2 separate regions of the Mus musculus genome follow, and region 2 is linked to region 1. A link is a contact called in public Hi-C data. All regions are on one chromosome and are shown on one strand. Each heading gives the region's core, a stretch centred on a gene start, on an enhancer-like site or on the middle of the called end of the contact. The rest is flanking DNA. Distances are from core to core; before and after follow the strand shown.

Evidence for each region. A called contact is a pair of places that touch in the nucleus more often than the background predicts.
Region 2: a Hi-C map of uterus shows a contact between it and region 1, with 1.6 times the contacts expected there. The contact joins two enhancer-like sites. A contact is called at or near these places in 1 of 39 promoter capture datasets (the 3T3-L1 cell line), 6 of 484 Hi-C or Micro-C datasets (the 3T3-L1 cell line, nephron progenitors and uterus), 2 of 115 datasets of contacts at active chromatin or transcription factors (embryonic fibroblasts and embryonic stem cells) and 1 of 9 other capture datasets (embryonic stem cells).

Annotation. Positions count from the first base shown.
Region 1 is chr14:23,288,908-23,293,917 of GRCm38.p6, reverse strand. It overlaps a transcript of Kcnma1 not described here. Among named protein-coding and RNA genes, the nearest start is that of Gm10248, 200 kb to the right of the region's middle. Within about 2 kb of position 3,112, at least 10 of the 459 cell types and tissues checked have an H3K27ac peak or open chromatin away from gene starts, as enhancers often do. A contact at or near this core is called in uterus, where this site is marked.
Region 2 is chr14:23,387,683-23,392,692 of GRCm38.p6, reverse strand. All of the region lies in intron 19 of Kcnma1 (potassium large conductance calcium-activated channel, subfamily M, alpha member 1), which reads left to right. Among named protein-coding and RNA genes, the nearest start is that of 5430425E15Rik, 120 kb to the left of the region's middle. Within about 2 kb of position 2,127, at least 17 of the 459 cell types and tissues checked have an H3K27ac peak or open chromatin away from gene starts, as enhancers often do. A contact at or near this core is called in uterus, where this site is marked.

The sequences.
Region 1 (5,010 bases), core at 1,863-4,362:
AGGTATTCTGGACTGAAGATGCAAACAGCTGAGAAGATGTTTTGGGAGGTCCAGATCATGAGGAAGCCCCCTTTAGCCCCCCCGCCCCTGTGATTCAGGTAATTATAAAGGGAGAAGTCTGGATGAGGTTTTTCAATGAAGAAAACATAGGCTTAGATGACAGGTCAGTAGAACTGTCTGGAGGCTATAGCCAAGTTTTCAGGGGCTCAATGGAGCAAACCAAGCTGATATGATTAGGACAGAATATCTTTTTAGTATTGGGAGAGTGGGAAACAGAAAGGAGGGCTTAAAATAGAGAAAATGAACCAGTAACTGAGGGTTGAGATACAGGGGATCTGAAATAGTGAAGTAATGAGGCAGACTGTAAGGACCAATTTCTCCTTTTGTCTTTATCTCATGTGGTTGCCATGAAGACTGGAATGAGTGGGAAAGTAGCAGGTCATTCTCGGTCAGTTTTTACACCATGGAAATGGGGTACACGGGGTACCCAGGTCATCAGCATGCCCTCTAAAGTACCCACAGAAAGGTCTTGAGAGGTGGTCTCTCCTTTCATCAGTTCATATCACCCCCGTTGTACCTCATCCCTCATGCATAGCACACCCAGAACCTTCTAGTTGCAACAGTCTTCATACACAAAATGCAAAGGTCGCCTTGTTCTGGTGGCTTTTCTGGACCGGGGTAAACAGGAATGCTTTTTGGCCAAGTGAAAACTGAGCTCCTTTCTAGGTAGAATATTACATTGAAAAGAGATTTCCCCTGGTCTGTTTATCCCATGAGAAACTTCTGTGTTTCTTCTTGTCCTCCAAAGCTGACCCCGAAGCTCCCCAGGGCCTGTCTTAGGAAACAGCACCTGTCCTGCTGTTTAGAGTCTTCGATGGAAATGTACACACACAACACATGTGCCTGTCAAAGCATCCCCGAACTTCCTGCCCTAGGGATCCAGGAGGTAGCCATCCAGGAGGAGGTTGTCATAGGGAAGGACAGGAGGAGGTAGTCATCCAGGAGGAGGTAGTCATGGGGGGAAGGAGCCCCTATAACGAGACAAGTCAAGCCCCAGGTCTCCACGAAACCAGAGCCGTTCCCCTTCTCCTTCCGCTGTGTACACATTTGACCAGAACTGCAACATTTCAAACATAAACCCAGATCTGCCTGGAAATCCTAATTAAAAACGTTCCATTCCCAGGTGGTACAATCACATCCTGCCTAAAGTGTCTGGCTCACGGCCCACCACACAGATGCCGAAAAGAGACTTTTCCCCACTTAACACCAAAACCTTCATTTGGGATTTCTTTAGGGGACAAAGGGAAAAAAAAAACCAATTCAGAGGTACCCATATGCAGAGGTCAGCCTACAACACATTCATTAAGGGAAAAGAGCGTGGTTTGTTTCTTTGTCTTTCACACTTTGATTGCTGGCATGGTGACTGTGGCTATGATGAATTATGTAACCAGACAGGAACTGGAGAAGAGAATAAATGCTGGTGCTCTGAAATGACCTACCCAACTCTGTCATCTGTAACAACCAGTGATAACTCTCTTGTCTTGTAAAAAGGGTTTGTACATAACTTGTACATGGTTTCATTTTGTATTTTTCGCAGATTAAAAATTTATGTATTTGTGTTCTAAAACAAGGAGTGTTTCTTGTGTCTTTGTAACTGTCCCATAGGGTGTGGGGAGGGTTACCTAAGGTCCCATTTCACCCCCTTCTCCTTTGTGAAGGTGAAATTGTGGACCAGAAGCAGCCATGAAGTTGCTTCTTCAGTTGCAACTGTGGGACAGGGTACTTCCCAACATAGGCATGAGCAGTGTTGGGGAGGAATGGACGCTGGTGTCATTAAAAAGTTCAGAGTCATACAGGGCCACACTGGTTGAGAGGGTCACATGCTGCTACAGGCGACTCCAGAATATAGTGCTCTAAAGACACTGCCTACATTCCATAGAACCTTGAGAAGTCAACACTGGATCACTTCTGCCACCTGCTCCCATGCTAGCTACCCTTCCTTGCTATTCATACAAATGAGCAAAGTCTCCCTGCTTCTTCCTCATCAAAACACAGGGGTTGAAGCTTGCTTAAGGGGTGGGCCTTCTTGTTCTTCACACCCATAGATGAAATGCCCAAGTCAATAATATCCAGTAACAATGATACTATTTGAGTCTAGATCTTCAGAATCTTGTGGATTTGAAGCCCTTACAGGACACCAGTCTCCTTAGTCTAAGACTGACCTGGCTTCTGAGAAAAGAAGATGCTGGTGAGAGGGTTCCATGTATGTACTATATATAGACTGTCAAAAATTAATATCATTAGAGATTGTACCCTTCTTCATTAGCCAACATTAACTAACTTCATTAGTTAGTGTTTACATTCCTTTATTGGGACTTGTTGACAAAACAGTATGTAATAACATGACTCTGGGTCTCTAGTTGAAGTAATAAATTATTGGTTCACATATTAAAAATTGATCTGTGGGAGAGAGTACAGCATGCCCTTACAGAGACATAAAAGGTTTGCTTAGCTATTGAAGAACAATCTGATTGATACCTTGAAAGCCAAATCTCTGGGTACGTATGCTTATTAGTCTTTGTCAACGCAACAGAGACTAGAACCATCTGGAGTGAGGAAACCTCAATTGAGAACTGCCTACAACAACTTGGCCTGTGGGCATTTCTGTGAAACATTTTCTTGATTAATGATTGATGTGGGAGGGTCTAGCCCACTGCAGGCAATATCGCCCTTGGGCAGGTCATCCTGAATTGTATATGAAAGCAAGCTGAACAAGCCACAAGGACCACTCCAGTAAGCAACTTTCCTCCATGCGCTAGTATCTGCCTCTGTGTTCCTCCCTTGGCTTGCCTCAGTGATGGACTAAACCCATAAGTTAAAAAAAATAAAAAGCCTCATTCTTACCAAATGTACTTTTTCTCGATGTTTTATCAAAACAACAGAATAGAAAGCAGAGGCAGTACTCAAACAAAACCAGCCCCAAGCAGACCTTATTGCCAGGAGTGAGAAACTGCAGACTTGCTTACCTTCTCCTGCCAACTCCTCACAGATCTTTGAGCTCCAGAGTCTCAACTTGTCTTCTCAATATTTGCTAACAAATCTGAATGTTGTTGGGGAAATGTAATTGCAGAGCATATGGTCTCCATTAGTCAGGCAAACTCTACTGCCAAGTTCAGCTCCAAGGAAGGAGTCTGCATAAAGGATGAAATATTAGGGAACGATCCATAGTGACAGAGAAGCCAAATGAAAGAGATGAGGCACTGAGTTGCAAAACAGTAGGCTTGGACAAAAGGACACAATGACTGTGGAACATGGTTTTCCATTTGGTAAGAAAACAAAATATCTGTGAATTTCTACTGAGATCTCTCCGTAGCAAAAATCAAAGGAGGCCATTCACCAAGATCAATATTAACTGTTTCTCAATGTCAGACGAGATAGATTCTGCCTGGGAGAAAATCGTAGGGCAAACAGAATACACAGCTTGCTAAAGGAATAAAGCAAGGATGAGATCAAAATGTAAACATCGGGCATAGTGCTATTTTCAATTGCTGAGGCTCAGCCTTCCAAAAGAGAGACAGGTTCTCATGCTTACAGATCTGTCCCATTCTTAAAATGTAGGGTAAAAGTCAGAAACTCAAGGGATCTAAGATCAAGAAAAATTATTCAGCACCCTTGCCACAAAAATGGTTTTGCAATATGCCTTTTAAAATAAGAAAATATGTTAATAAGTTGGTTATACTTCCAGATTGATACACATAGATTTAATTTATCATTTTACTCAACATATTGAGTCTAATAGCTAATCTTGGTTGTCAACTTGATAGACCTGGGAAAGGGGAACCTCAAGTGGAATTGTCTCCAACATTTTGGCTAGTGGGCATGTTTTGGGGGGGCACTTTCTTAATTGCTAATGAGTTTAGAAAGACCCAACACACTGTGGGAAGTGCCTCCTCTGTACTGGTCTTCCTGGGTGGTAAAAAAGAACAGGCTGAGCAATGGAAAGAGATGCAGAGACCCACAGTCAATGATTAGACAGAACTCAGAGAGTCTTCCAGAAGAGTTGGGGGAAGGATTGGTGGACTTGAAGAGGACAAGGACTCCACAGAAAGACCAACAGATTCAACTAACCTGGGCCCTTGGGGGCTTCCAGAGACTGAACCACCAACCAAAGAGTGATCCCAGGCTGGACCTAGACTCCCTGAACATATGTACCAGATGGGCAGCTTGGTCTTCATACGGGTCCCCCAACAACTGGAGCAGGGGCTATCCCTGAATCTATTACATACCCGCCTGTGGATCCTGTTACTCTAACTGGACTGCCTTGTCTGGCCTCAGTGGGAGAGGATTTGCCTAGTCCTCCAGTGATAATGTGCCAGGGTAGGGTAGGGATACTCATGGTGGGTGGGGAGCCTCTCTATTCTCAGAGAAGAAGGAGGAAACCGGGGAGGATCTGTAGTACTTGGAGGAGAAGGGAACTTGTATTGAGATGTAAAACAAATAAATAAATTTATTAGTATTTTAAAAAGAAAGGAAAGGAAAAGAAAAACAAAACGAAAAAAAAAAAGCAACTGAGAACCAGACAGGGGACCCAGCAAAACAGAGTTCCTCCATGGTCTCTCTTCAGTTGTTCCCTCAAAGATACTGCTTTGACTTCCATCAAGGATGAATTGGAACCTTTTACCATCCCCCGTCCCCCCCACCACCTAACATTGCTTTTGGTCAGTGTTTTATCACAGTAAACTAGGAAAGAAGCTGGTACCAGGAATGTGAGGTTTTGCTGTGATGGACCTGACTATGTGGACTTTATGTCTTAGACTGTTTTGTGGGGGAGAGGTGGAGGATTTGGGAGATTTAGGCTAGAAAAGCCATTGAATGCTAAGATCTTAATGAGCTGTTATGGGAACATGGATAATATTTCAGAGTGCAATGGAGACGAGATAATGGAGACCTGGCTTATGGTCCTGGACTATCGGGATCATTTGTGTGATCGTATTTTTATTAAGAATCTGT
Region 2 (5,010 bases), core at 878-3,377, 100 kb before region 1:
CTTCTATTAGCACTACAAAAGCCAGAAATGGAAAATCACCAACAAACCCTCCCCTTTCTGTCCTACTAGCTCTCCACGGGGCGGGTGCGCCCTGTGCCATGTTAGTACAATATAGCCGCCCATTTTCATTTTATATAATGACAGATTCCTTTAATAACCTACGCCCTCCGAGCTTTACAAATAAATCTGTTTCCTGTTTTTTCAGCTACAGGTTGTGAGATTTCCCAGCTGGATAACGTACAGGAAGACGTGACTGTTCAATTTTAGGGAGTTTTGTATGTTTGAGACAGTATGGTGGTGGGGTAACATCCTTCATCTTGTCATTATTTGTACACTAATATCTTGCCATGATCTTTCACAACCACTTTCCTTGATTGATCTTAGTAAGGGGACTGTGAAGAATTCTTGGATACTATATCCCCTGAATGTCAGATCAGAAATTCTCATCCTAAGGATGACTTCTCTATGTCCCCCACCCTTTGTCTTAGCCATGCTTAGTGCCCAGTCTCATTGATTGACTCATGGCAATTCCTAGCTACAGGCATCATCCTTCATCAACAGGTACTAGCATAGACAGTTATGGTACCCACCCATACTATGGGTTATCTGTCTGGAATTTATTATCATTGCTTTTCAGTCATTTCTAAAGGACCACCACTTCCTGTTACCAGCCTGTGTATATATGACAGGATGCTGGGGGTGGGGGTGGGGCATCCTTCTCTCATTTAGGATCCATTTTCCCCTGGTGTCCACATTATAAAGACCCAAAGTGTTAATTAGTCCAGACTCCTTGATGGAGAACAGGCCTTTACATTTCTCAGGGACTCCAGTCAGTCAAGGACCTTTTGTCCACATGACTCTCTCTGCAGAATGACAATGTCACCGGGACTTCTGTGGTCTGTCTTGGAGGAGAGGAAAGGAAGCATGCTATTATTAACCTTGACAACAGCAATTGTGCGGTCACTGTTTGTCCTCAGTGTTTGCCAGAGAGCAGCTGTAGATCAAACAGGACCACTCTAGAAAGTACTTGTGTCTCTCTGATGGAACTGATGGTACAGATGGCTCAGGGAAACGTGGCACATCACAATCTCCCCCTTTCTAGTGATGCTGGGGCTAGAACCCAGGCCATCACTCATGCTAAGCAAGCACTCTACCTCTGAGCTCTGCCCTGAATGATCCGGCCACACTACTCTTTCTGAGTGTCCAATGCATGACATTTAGATTTAAACCAAGCTGAGCAGTGGTATCAAAACCAAGATGGCTGATCGGGCCTTCCATAGTTTAATACTGAGGGATAAAGACATGAAACATGAACAGTATTGAGCAGGACTTTCTCCAGTACTTTCCAGAAGATAATCTGCCTGATCCTGCTAAGATATTAGTTTTGGGGTATGTGTGTGTGTGCATTGTAGGAGAGAAGAGGAGCTCTATATACTTTTAGAAATTTCTGCATAAAGGAGAATGTCTTCTTTAAGTTTTACATGTCACCCCTCCAGAGAGTATTTTAGATGGACACTTGAGGGGTGGGGGTGGGGAAAATCTGCCATTCAGCCACAAGGGAGAAACTTCCATTCTAACACAAAATGATGGTTGTATTTAATGTTAAAAAACAGTGGGTAACTTTTGTAATGAACAATTTCATTCGGGATTAATTTCAATTTTCTTCTCTCCTTATTGTTTGGCAGTCAAGGTTGAAGCTAGAGCCCGCTATCACAAAGACCCATTTATGCACAAGAATGCGACTCCCAATTCTCCACACGTGCCCAAGCCAGGTGAAGGAGTGCTGGGCTTTGTCCCAGTGTTTAACAGTTGCCTGGTACCCCTCAGCGTTTCACTGTAACACACTAAGCTCAGTTGCAGAAGACAGAGAGCTACTGTGGCTTTCAGCATGCATTTAACTTCTTTGGGCCACAAAATTTGAAAGAGAAAAGCCATTAAAAAAAAAAAAACAACCAAAAAACAAAACCAATGGATGATCATGAAAACAACCCCACTCTCCGACTAGCAGCTTGCACCCTGACTTCAGTAGGAAGCCCCTTCAGTTTGATGCCTTTGTGTTCAATACCACTATGCATGCCATTTATTCTAAGTGACTCCAGTGTGAATATGACATTACTAATGATCTGCTAAGTGTGTGCAGATGTGGGTTACTCCAGATGTGGTCATTAATAACGTAATGGAGATAGCTGTTTGACTCATGTTTATGAGTTGTTACCTTTTATTACTTTTCTGAGTTTATTTGCTTTGAGCTATTTTTTAACTCCAGCCAACAAACTCACCTTTAAATCTCAGAGCTTCATCTCCACCCCACCCCACTCTGCCCTCCTTAATCTCTTGGGGAAAACAGGGAGGAGGGAAAATGCCCGGGGCTGGAGGGGACTGGTGGATTCATTCCATGTAAGTAACAGGCTACTTGGGCAACCTGAAAGTCACAGTCATTACCCACTCCACCTCACGGATCCTTACAAGAAGCGCCAGTGGTCTCTGGCATAATACTTGCAGTCTGGAGAGGAAGACAAAGGCAGGGGTTGCTTTAAAAAAAAATCTTGTAAAATATCTGATCATTTTGAAGTAAGCCCCAGCCCCCGGCCAATGTTTCTGGAAGACGTTGCTTTGCTCTTGCTTAAAAACAGAACGCTGATGTGAAGGAGAGCGAAATGTTGTTACAGATGTTCAGCTCTGCATTAAGGCTGTTGGAATTACCACCACATCTTAAATCAATTCCCAGAGCATTGTCTGGAGGTTATGTCACCGAAATAATGAATCCTCTTTAGTCAAGAAAACGCAAACATGTTAAAACATCATTGTAAGTTTAAATTAAACTCCAGCGCCAACGAGGGGATCTGAAGCCTCATTAGACCTGCCTGACATTTTCCTAACGCTGACTCTTCTCCCCAAACTGTAAAACTGTTAGATTCAGGGCCTATTAGACAAGAGAGCGCTGGGAAGTTACAACAGAACATTAAGTGTTATACTTAGGGATGCGCAAAAACAAGCCCTTGAATTTTACGAGGGCTCAAAGACTTGGGAGAGTTTGGCTCCTATAAAAATTCCACATTAGATTCTCGAACTTGTTTGTGTTTTAAAGAAGCTGGCAAGTCAGGTTTCTTTAAAGGAACACCTCTTCATTCAGCTCGTGTGGAGGCATGGGAAGATGCTAGAAAGGTAGATTGCAATGAGCCAGAAAGCAGGTTAAGTTCAAGCCTGTGACTCTTTGTGCTCCCAAGGCAGTGGCTCGCTGCTGCTTGAACATGTTTGTCTTTCGTGAAAGCGAGTGAGCTTAAGTCTCTCTTTTGTTTTCATTTCTCATGTAGTCATAGAAGCCATGAGATAAGAATTATATCTGAGAGATCAGCTACTTTTCCTAGAACTGCTTTCTGTAAATATGCAGACATTGGTAAAACCCAAAGAGAGGATAATTAAATATATTTTCTGTCCCTCTTTGTAAAGAGAACGTATCCTTGATCTTCCTGTGCGACCTGAGCCATGTGAAATGCTCTCCGTTACGCAGCATTCGTATATTTAAGCCGGGGACATTTTCCATCCCAGCTCTTCAGGGAACAGATTTCCAGGCTCCGAGTAAAGCTTTGAACACAGTTCCATTGAAGTGAACAAATCCCAGTCTAAATGTGCTATGATTATGATGGATGATCTCTCAGACTCACAATGAAAATAAATAGTCTCCTCGCATCGAAGCAGGCATTAGACTCCCTCCACAACGAGGTGTCTCCCCAGAGCTGGCGAACACATATTAACTTGCAGATCTCACATCTGAGGAGCCATGCCAGCCAACAGCAGTGACTGGATAAAAGGGAAATGTGTGCTTAACCAAAGAGGGTACTTTATGAGAGGCCTGGAGCTAATGGGGAAGAAAAAGTTAAGCAAAAGAAGCCAGCAGAACAGCCAGTGTGAGGGACGAATAGAGACCCTTTCCACAATTTGCCACAACCATGGTAATATGCAGGGTTCTCAGGTAAACCCAGCCGTTGTCAACTAGGCTGGATGAAAGACCTTTTGGGATGTTGCACTGTGAGCTCATGAAAGGAAAAGTATAGTTTGTACCTCCCAATAAACATCCTCATGAACTCACATAAAAACTCACTGAAGTGGTGTACTAGCAGCCCCCCAGGTCCCACAGTTGCAGTGCAATGGTGGCCCCACACACTAAAAGATATACCCTTGTATTATGCGAAGGACCAATGTGAGACTTCCTTCTGCAGCCTAAGCCAGAAAAATGCAAAAGTATACCTAGGCACATGTGTGAGCACGTGCACACACACTCACACTTCATCTGGCCTCCAATTGCTTTGGTTGCCTACCTCCTGTCCTCTGAAAGAAAGATGAATTCAGGTCAAACCCAGAGTGCCTGTTTGCCAGCTGAGAGATGCATATCAACCCTAAGTGTTTTTTTTTTTTTTTCAATACCATTTATGTGGCTTGTATTTATTTCCTTTAATCTTTTAAGTGCTGTTTAGTCTCGGTGTGATTTGCTGTGGATACTCATTTCTGATAAGATGTGATATCCTCCCAGCCACATAGTCCCAGCCTGGAGCGCTAAGTGACTGATAGGGTCTCAGCCTGAGTGGAGCCTAGGGTGGGAGGTGGGGGTGGGAGTGTAGTATGGAGCAGGTGGGAGAGAGCCTGGGGTTGGGAGCCTTTGCACAGCCTTTCTGCCTTTCTCACCTTGACACACCATTTTCCCTTTGCCTTGGGTCAGTCAGAATGAGGTAACCCCAAATTGACAGTAGAAAAGCTACTCCTAAGAAGTGGGAGATTCTGGGCTGGTGAGATGGCTCAGTGGGTAAGAGCACCCGACTGCTCTTCCGAAGGTCAGGAGTTCAAATCCCAGCAACCACATGGTGGCTCACAACCATCCATAACAAGATCTGACTCCCTCTTCTGGAGTGTCTGAGGACAGCTACAGTGTATTTACATATAATAAATAAATAAATATTTAAAAAAAAACAAAAGTGGGAGATTCTGAAGCCGATCTGGAGTATGCTTAGATTG